Linked DNA regions of Pan troglodytes: regions 2 and 3 are each linked to region 1. The links are chromatin contacts, called in public HiChIP or PLAC-seq maps. All regions are on one chromosome and are shown on one strand. Each heading gives the region's core, a stretch centred on a gene start, on an enhancer-like site or on the middle of the called end of the contact. The rest is flanking DNA. Distances are from core to core; before and after follow the strand shown.

Region 1 (2,707 bases), core at 23-2,522:
TCGTGATCCGCCCGCCTCGGCCTCCCAAAGTGCTGGGATTACAGGCGTGAGCCACCGCGCCCGGCCGCACAGTTATTTAATCAATGTTATTTTTTCACATCCTGATTGATAAGGTCTGCTGAAAGAACATCTGTTTTATAAAGGCTGCTCAATGCCTTTCCTCAAAAAGCTCACTTGGGCACAAACCTATCTGTGCCTCAAGAAAAATAAGTATGTGGTTGTCCTAGGGACATGGAACTTGCAGCCTATTAACATAAACATTTGCACCTTTACGATATATTAGTATTTTCCCATAATGAGCAGCTATTTGGAGTGTAACAAAAAATAAAGGGAAGAAAATAACCATTTCCAGCATTTGTTTTAGGGCATTATCAGTCAACTTTTGAGAACAGGCACTAGGTTACCAGGCAACACCACAATTGTTAGTACGTTTACCACCAGGCAGCACCCAATGAGTTAGGGCAGAAATAGATCTCTGACGTCTCACTCCTTTTGGAGGGGCGAGGGTGGAGAGAGCTGCGGGGAGGGGCAATCCAGGCTGCAAGTTCCGCGCTGGAGCCGCGTCCTCCCCCGCCCCGCTCGCAAGGTCGGCAGAAGCGGGCACTGGGCCGCCCACGCTGGGAAACTCACTTGTAAGAAACTCTTGGGGATTTTGGCCAGATCCTCTACGTATTCCTTGCAGATGTAACACAGGAAATGCTGAAAGCCAAAACGGCAGAGAGGGCAAGTTAGTAAAGCAGCACCCTCGGGCCCCGAAGGATCCCTGTACTTCGCCGTGCGTGACGCGAGCAAAGGCGACGCCCGCGGGGCCGGGACCGGCGGCTCGGGCGCCCGGCGCGTGGGAAGCGGGCCTCGCCCTCGCCCTCTCCCTGCCCCGCCCTAGTTGGGAAGCGGCCGCGACTGGGCAGGCTGCCTTCCCGTTTCCGTCCTAAGAAGCAGGAGGCGCGGCTCGCATCCCGGTAGCCTGCCCGGGACTCTGGGCCGCGCTTCCCTTCCAGCCCCGCCGCCCGCTCACCCGCACGAACACCACCACGGCGCGGCGCTCCCGGAACAGCGCGCCGAACGGTACCCGCTGCCCGCGGGCGTCCAGCACCGGCAGCTCGGCCACGGCGGCCGCCAGGGGCTGCCCGCTGTCGGGGCCGCTCGGGGCCGGGACCAGGGCGGCGGCGCCGCTAACCTGCCGCGTGACCGGGGCGGGCGCGGCCATGACGCGGGGCGGCCGAGGGCCTGGGTCCGCTCTGCCAGCGCGGACCGGGGCGGGGCGCGCAGAGGCTGGGCGCGGTGGGCGGGGCGGGGCGTGCAGAGGTGGGGCCTGGCAAGTCACGGTTTCCGCGGCGCGGCGCGGGCCTGGGAGCTGTCGGAGTGAAGCCCACGGGCGGTTCTGACTCAGCTCTCAGGGTAGGGGACAGAGAGAGAAAGTAAGGTCCGTCCACGGCGAGCAAGCATTATTGAGGAAGAAAGCCGCCCGCGCCCTCCATGGCCACCTGAGCGGATGTTCTCACCTATTCGAGAACTAATGGGTGTATGTGTAAAAGGTGGGCTAGGGCCGGGCCCACGTTTTGTAAACACACAGGCCGGGCCTGTAATCCTAGCGACTTGGGAGACCGAGGCGGGAAGATTACTTGAGGCCAGGAGTTCGAGACCAGCCTGGGTAGGTAACAGAGGGCAACGCCATCTCCGTTTTTTAAAAAAATAAAGAAATAAAAGGTGAGCTGGGTGGGATGAGGATGATGAAGTTAGATGACTTAGCAGCTGTTTTGTAGAAATCCCACACTTCCAATTCAGTTTCTCCTGGGGTGGGTAGGCAGACATAGGGAAATCTGGGGATCTCAGCCTTTGTGAGACCAAACTGGCCCTGGATTTAGAGGTTCATCTTTCTCTGGGGTTTCTCATGGGTGCTAACTGTGTGTCCAAGATTTCCAGAGCAGGACCAGATAACATTCAGGCTCTTTGTCTTCATAAGTTTACTCACTCTTGTGTATGGATTTGGGGTTCAGAAAGTACATCCTTTATCTATGGCCTTTGTTGAGCTGAAGAATATTTCTGGGGCGGAGTGCTAGGCAGGTCTATGTGACTGATGTGACTCTGCCACAAAGTGCAGGAAAGGGGGATGCTGCATCCTCTGGCTTTCACCTGTGTGAAGATTTTATACTTTATTGAGCACACATTAAGTGCTCTGTTTGAGAAGCTCTGCAGAGTATTTAGAAAATTTTAAGCATAGATCTGTTTCTAAGTCAAGATAGTTTCTTTCTGAGACAGGGTGTCGCTGTGTCGCCCAGGCTGGAATGCATTGGCACGATCATGGCTCACTGCAGCCTCCACCTCCTGAGCTCAAGCAGTCCTCCTGCCTCAGCCTCCCAAGTAGCTGTGATCACAGGCATGCACCACCATGCCTGGCAAATTTTTTTTTAGATTTGTTTTTGTAGAGACAAGGGTCTCCCTATGTTGCCCAGGCTGGTTTTGAACTCCTGGGCTCAAGCAATCCTCTTGCCTTGGTCTCCCAAAGTCCTGGGGTTACAGGCATGAGCCACTGGGCCTGGCCAGGAGCTTTATGAGTTTTTGGAAATAAATGCATGACCAAAGTGCAGGCTGATGAATAGCACTCAAAACAGGCAGTTTGCCAGATGTCACCTAATTTATTGTAAGCAGTGTTTTGGTAAGCAGAAATTGATATACAGATAAGAATGGTGGTATTTTGGCAGCTCTG
Region 2 (2,700 bases), core at 66-2,565, 210 kb before region 1:
AAAAGCTTTCCCAGAATACTTCTCAGATCTGTTCTGCCCGATTTGCCCCACAGCCTATTCCTAAGCCAATTACTGGCAAGGAATTGGAATCAGGTGCAATGAATAATGTATGATTAATCAAGTTTGAGGCTGGAAGGGGCCCACTTCCCCTGGGGAATATGATGCCTGAACAAAATACAGGCTCTGGAAAAATGTAAGAGGGAAAGAACGGCTGTAGGATAGGCAGCCAAGCGTGTCTCCACCGCTGCCTATGCAAAGATTTCCTGGAGGAAGTCCAGTCCAGCGTTCTCTAAGCTCCAGGCCTCAACTGAATATCTCAAAAGAAAACAAATATCCAAACCTCAACGTGTCCCAGACTGAATTCATGATTCTCGTTAAAGTAGTGTCTTCCAGTGGTAACTAATACTATCATTCAGATGCTGGAGCCAGGAAAATAAGAGTCACCATATCTTCTTCTGCCTCATCACCACCTCTAGCGCATCACCAAGTCTTTGAATCCATCTACTCTCTTCACCTCCACCGCCACCATCCTAATCCCAGTCACTATCAACTCTTCCCTGGAGCTTTGCAACAATCATGTTTGGCTTCCCAGCATCCATTTGTATTTCCCTCCAAACTATTAGTTCACAGTGCAGGTAGGGTGGCCTTTTCAAACCCAAATCTGCTCATGCTCAAAACTTGCTTCCCACTGCTCTTAGAATAGAGACCACTTTGAGCTTGAATAGGCTGTGCACATCCCACCTCAAGACTGCTGCACTTGCTGTTCCTCCTCCAACCCCTTGTCACCCCTCTCCCTCGGCTTAACTGTCACTTCCCAATTAGGTCAGATCCCTTTGCTGCAGCCCGTAGAGAGCTCTGCGCCTGTCCTTCAGGGCACTTTTTCTCCATCTACAGACTCAGATCTGTGACAACACGGAGCTAGTATTTCCTACAACATAATGCCTGGCACACGGTAAGTGCGCAATATGTAGCTGTTGCACGGCTAAATGTATACATAAGCTTCAAAGCAGAGTGGCCCATAGCAAATACGGTCGCAGTCCCGGGAGAAAGCACACACAGCCGAGACCCCACCGCCTCGTCCGCGCCGCCTGGACCAGCCAGTAGCTCCGCCCCTGGGCCCCGCCCCTCCCTGCTGAGCGAACGGGGCGGGGCCCAGAGGTCGCGTGACGTGACAGCAGCCGGTCGGTGATTGGGTCTCCAGGAGCGCCGTCTCGGAAAGGGGGCGTACCTGCGCGCGCTGATTGGCTGTCTGGCGCGGCGGGGCGGACGGCGGCGGCGCCGCGGGGGCGGGCGCCGGTAGGGGCCGGACAGGGTAGGGCCCGGAGGGCGGTGGCGGCGGAGCGGGCGGCATGGGTCCTGGCCGCCGGCTTCGCTGAGACGCGCTCGCGTGGGCTGCGCTCCCGGGCCCGCAGTGGTCGCGGCGGCATGAAGGGCGCTCTGGGGAGTCCCGTGGCTGCCGCCGGCGCCGCGATGCAGGAGAGTTTCGGCTGCGTGGTGGCCAACCGCTTCCATCAGCTGCTGGACGACGAGTCGGACCCGTTCGACATCCTGCGCGAGGCCGAGCGCCGGCGCCAGCAGCAGCTGCAGCGCAAGAGGCGCGACGAGGCGGCGGCGGCGGCCGGGGCCGGTCCCCGCGGCGGCAGGAGCCCAGCCGGGGCCTCGGGCCACAGAGCCGGCGCGGGCGGCCGGAGGGAGTCGCAGAAGGAGCGCAAGAGCCTCCCGGCGCCCGTCGCTCAGCGGCCCGATAGCCCCGGGGGCGGCCTGCAGGCGCCGGGTACGCGGGGACAGCGGGGGTAGCGGACCACGGCTCGGCCCGCTGTGAGACTGGGGTCCCGGGGGCCGGTTTCAGGAGGAGGGGCCCGGGAACAGCAGGGAGAGTTGAGGGTCCTGGTGGCCGCCGAAGGTAGGAGGAGAGGGGCAGGGGTCACACCCCTTCCAGCTCTCGCCAGCCTCGTGCGGGGCTCCGGGGGAAACGCTGGCTTGGGGTGGGGTAGGGCCCTCAAACCCTGGCACTGAGGCTCTACGGCAAGTTGGACGAAGTTGAGGGAGGTTGTCTGGGTGGCGTGTGGGGGCGAACGGCTGAGGTCGCTACCCCGGGGCTCCCACATCCAGACCTGGCGGGGACCTTCATCCTCCAGCCCAGCCTCTGCAAGATTGAGGTCGGAGCCACCCGAGAGCGCGGTGGGGAGGAGGAGGGCGCCCGGTCCCGGGGCTGGGGGCCTCTGTGATGCCGGAGGCCTGGGCGACCGCGGGGCGGCCTGTGACGTCGGGGCCCGGGCGGGGGTCCCCGGCGCGGTCCGGCCTGGCGCCTTCGCCCCTTCCCCGTCCGGTAGCTTCCAGCAGGCAGCCGGCATCGTATTTCAGTACTTCGTGTGGTGTTGATGGGATGTGCAACTTATAAATAGCTCAAGGCTGCTTTAAGAAAAGCGTTTTTAACCTTTCCAGCAAGAATATTCGGAGTTCCCCACTCCCTATTTAGCAAGAAAAACCGGTGCGCAGCGTGGTGTCCTGCTGCCTGTGGACGGGGAGGGTGCTTCAGAGTTCATTCTCTCACCTGAACTGCGTCAGTGGCAGAGCCAGCAACACTCCACCTGTGTTTCCTGTTTTCTTGAAATGAGGCAGCGGTCCCAAGGTTTGCAGAGTGTTACGATTAAGATGTGTAGGTTGACCATTCCTGCCGACGTTTGCCAGTGTGTTCAA
Region 3 (2,700 bases), core at 137-2,636, 240 kb before region 1:
TGAGGACTCGGCAGCCCGCCGGGAGGATGTCAGTGGCCGTTGACCCGGCCTCCCCAGCGACCCCGGGCCGCGCTCCCGCCCACTGCACCTGCCGCAAGGACGGTCTCCCGCGCCGCTCCCGCCTGTCACGTGACAGCCCCCCCCCTCGACTGGGGCCGGTTTTTGGCGCGCGGCAGTGACGTCTGCATCCTGTCAGCCGCAGCCCCCGCCGTGGCCGGATCGACCTCGCGTTTTCAACTCCGCCCCGCCCGCCGCGCCGTTAACGGGCCCCGGCTGCCCCGCGTCCCGCCCGCCCGCCCCGCTCACCTTGAGGTGGCCGCTGTCTGGGCTGCTCGCTTCCTCCTCGTCCTCACCTCCCGAGGCGGCGGCGGAGGCCGAGGCGGCGGGCGGGGGCGCGCCCCGGCCACGAAGCCCCGAGTGCTCGGCGGCTGCGGCTGCAGGCAGGGCGGCCGAGGCGGCGGCCCCCGCGGCCCCAGGGCTGAGCGTCACGTTGTGTGCGTTCTCGCCCCAGCGCCACGGGTACACCATGAAGTCGCTGAAGCCGGGGCTGGTGGGGATGAGCGGCGGCGGCGGCTCCGGCTCCCCTCCACCGCCGCACGTTGGCTTGATCGGGGTCGTCCTGATGACCGACACCAGCACCCGCTTCGGAGAGTCGTGGCAGAAGATGACGGGCGGCGGCGGCGGCGGGTTCTCCGCCATGGGCGCCTCGACGCCCCGGATCATCGCCCGGCCCGACCCGCAGCTCCGGCGGCCCCGGGCCGCACTCCTGAGCACCGCTCTGCCCCTCGCTCGCTCTGCTCCGAGTCGCAGGCTCAGTCCTGCCGGCTCATGGCAGACTGACGTTTCCCGGAATCCTGCGCAGCAGCCACCTAACTAGTTGAGCAGACGGCACCGGCGGGCAGGGCTGGACCCCAGCCCCAGGTCAAGCGCGCCCTCCGCTCTTTGTACTCCGCAGCGCAGGCTGCAGGGGTGGGAAGCAGCGGGCGGCCCGGCCCTTGCGGTGACAGGAAAGCAGGACGCGCGGCGCTGAGCCCCCAAAAATAACAACCTGCCGCCGCGGTGCCTGCCCCGGCTTTTCCCGCGTTACATTTCGCGCCTGGGCGGAACCAGTCACCGCGAGGCCGCTGCCCGCTGGCCGCACCGGCGAGTGACAGGCGGCGCGAGCCAATGGCCAGGCCTGGCCTTCTTTCCAGCCGGCCGGGGCGGGGCCGGGTCTGCGCGCGGGTCCTTCCCACCTCGCCATTGGCCGCCGCTCTTATATTTTTTTCTGTCTGGAGGGCCAACAGCGTTCGAAACTCCAGTGGAGCGCGCGGCGTCTGCACTCGCCCGGACACACCCGCCTGCCGCCCCGCCCCGCCGTCCCTCCGCGTGGTTAGTCCGGGCCAGGGAGACGGGCGGCGGGGAGGGCGGCAAGAGGGCGGCTGATTGGACAGCGGCGGGGCGGGGTCGGGGGGGGTGATCGTTGGGCGGTGGAGGCGCGCGCCCCGCTCGGCCCCGCCCGCCGTTGGTTGTTGGGCCGCGGTTCCCGCGCGCAGGGAGTTTAAAGGGCTGGGGCCCCGCCGCCCGCCCCGCCCTCGGTCCCACCACCCGCCCGGCGGCTGGAGTCTCTGCTGCCCGAGGTCCTGATGGGCACCCGGCGTGCCTGGTTTCTTAATCGAGTTCCGTCTGCTCAGCTGTTGCACGCTCTGTGAACCAGCCCTGTCAGCACCGCCCTGACTCCCCCGGGCCGATTGTGGGCCTCCGGTTCCCCATCTGTGGAAAGGGGAGAGTTCAGGAAGTGGCCTCCGAAGTCCCTGCGGGCCGCTCGCGGCGCGGAGGCCACAAGAGCCGGGCGAGAGTAGACACTCTCACCCTGGACTGATGCCCCGAAGTTGCCTCGGGGATCTCCCCACCCCGGCGACCCCGCTCTACCGAGCGGCTGCTCCGGGAGTCGGGGCAGCGCCCTACTTTGCTCGGCCCGACCTGCCCCGGCCGCGTCCTAGTACTCGCGCCGGGACGCGCGGAGCCCCAACGTCCTCTGCCCGCCCCGCCCCAGCCCCGCCTGGCTGGCGCCGACCGCGGCCCGGGTGGGGCTCGCAGGCCGCAGAGGAAGGACCGGGCGGAGGGGGTGCCCGGCTTCCTACCCGCTAGATGTGGCCTGGGGAGCTGCGTTTTGTTCTTGGGAATACAGATTCCCAGGCACCGCCTGATTCGCGGTAGGGGCTCAATAAATATTTGCTGAATGGATGAATGAATATCCATTGGTTAAGGGTTAGGATTGGTAATTAAGTTAGAACACGACTGCATAATAACAGATAACTAAGCTGAATAGCTTTTCTCTCTGTGAAAGACACACAAATGCACAGCTATGACTAAATTAAGCCACAATTGTTTAAAAACAAATAAAGGAAACTCTGTGTACTGATATGAACAATTTCAAAAATGTATTTTTATTTTAAAAGGCAAAACAAGCAATAGTGTGATTTTATGTAAAATTGTTAAAGTGGGGAAAATACGTTTTTACTTTTAGACGTACATAAAATATCTGGCAAGATGCAAAAGAAACATGGATCATGGAGGGAAATTGTGTGGCTGGGAACAGAAGTGAAAAGATTTCAAGAAATACAATATATAACTGTATCTTTTGAACTTTGAACCAAGTGAAAGTATCCTTTTAAGAAATGAAACAGTATATAGCCTCCATTTTCTGGAGGCCTGCTA

What was found. HiChIP or PLAC-seq counts read pairs in DNA pulled down with a chosen protein or histone mark.
Region 2: a contact with region 1 is called in an H3K4me3 HiChIP or PLAC-seq map of stem cell-derived excitatory neurons, with 2.4 times the contacts expected there. The contact joins the promoter of HABP4 here to the promoter of PRXL2C in region 1. A contact is called at or near these places in 1 of 7 Hi-C or Micro-C datasets (stem cell-derived neural progenitor cells) and 1 of 1 datasets of contacts at active chromatin or transcription factors (stem cell-derived excitatory neurons).
Region 3: an H3K4me3 HiChIP or PLAC-seq map of stem cell-derived excitatory neurons shows a contact between it and region 1, with 7 times the contacts expected there. The contact joins the promoter of ZNF367 here to the promoter of PRXL2C in region 1. A contact is called at or near these places in 1 of 7 Hi-C or Micro-C datasets (stem cell-derived neural progenitor cells) and 1 of 1 datasets of contacts at active chromatin or transcription factors (stem cell-derived excitatory neurons).

What each region holds. Positions count from the first base shown.
Region 1 is chr11:41,848,579-41,851,285 of NHGRI_mPanTro3-v2.0_pri, reverse strand. It overlaps PRXL2C (peroxiredoxin like 2C), which reads right to left and starts at 1,272. Exons shown (of 6, transcript XM_520707.8): 1 at 1,016-1,272; 2 at 631-699. The coding sequence starts at 1,207.
Region 2 is chr11:42,054,074-42,056,773 of NHGRI_mPanTro3-v2.0_pri, reverse strand. It overlaps HABP4 (hyaluronan binding protein 4), which reads left to right and starts at 1,315. Exons shown (of 8, transcript XM_003312189.5): 1 at 1,315-1,774. The coding sequence starts at 1,426.
Region 3 is chr11:42,085,569-42,088,268 of NHGRI_mPanTro3-v2.0_pri, reverse strand. ZNF367 (zinc finger protein 367) reads right to left here and starts at 1,386. Exons shown (of 5, transcript XM_528719.7): 1 at 307-1,386. The coding sequence starts at 723.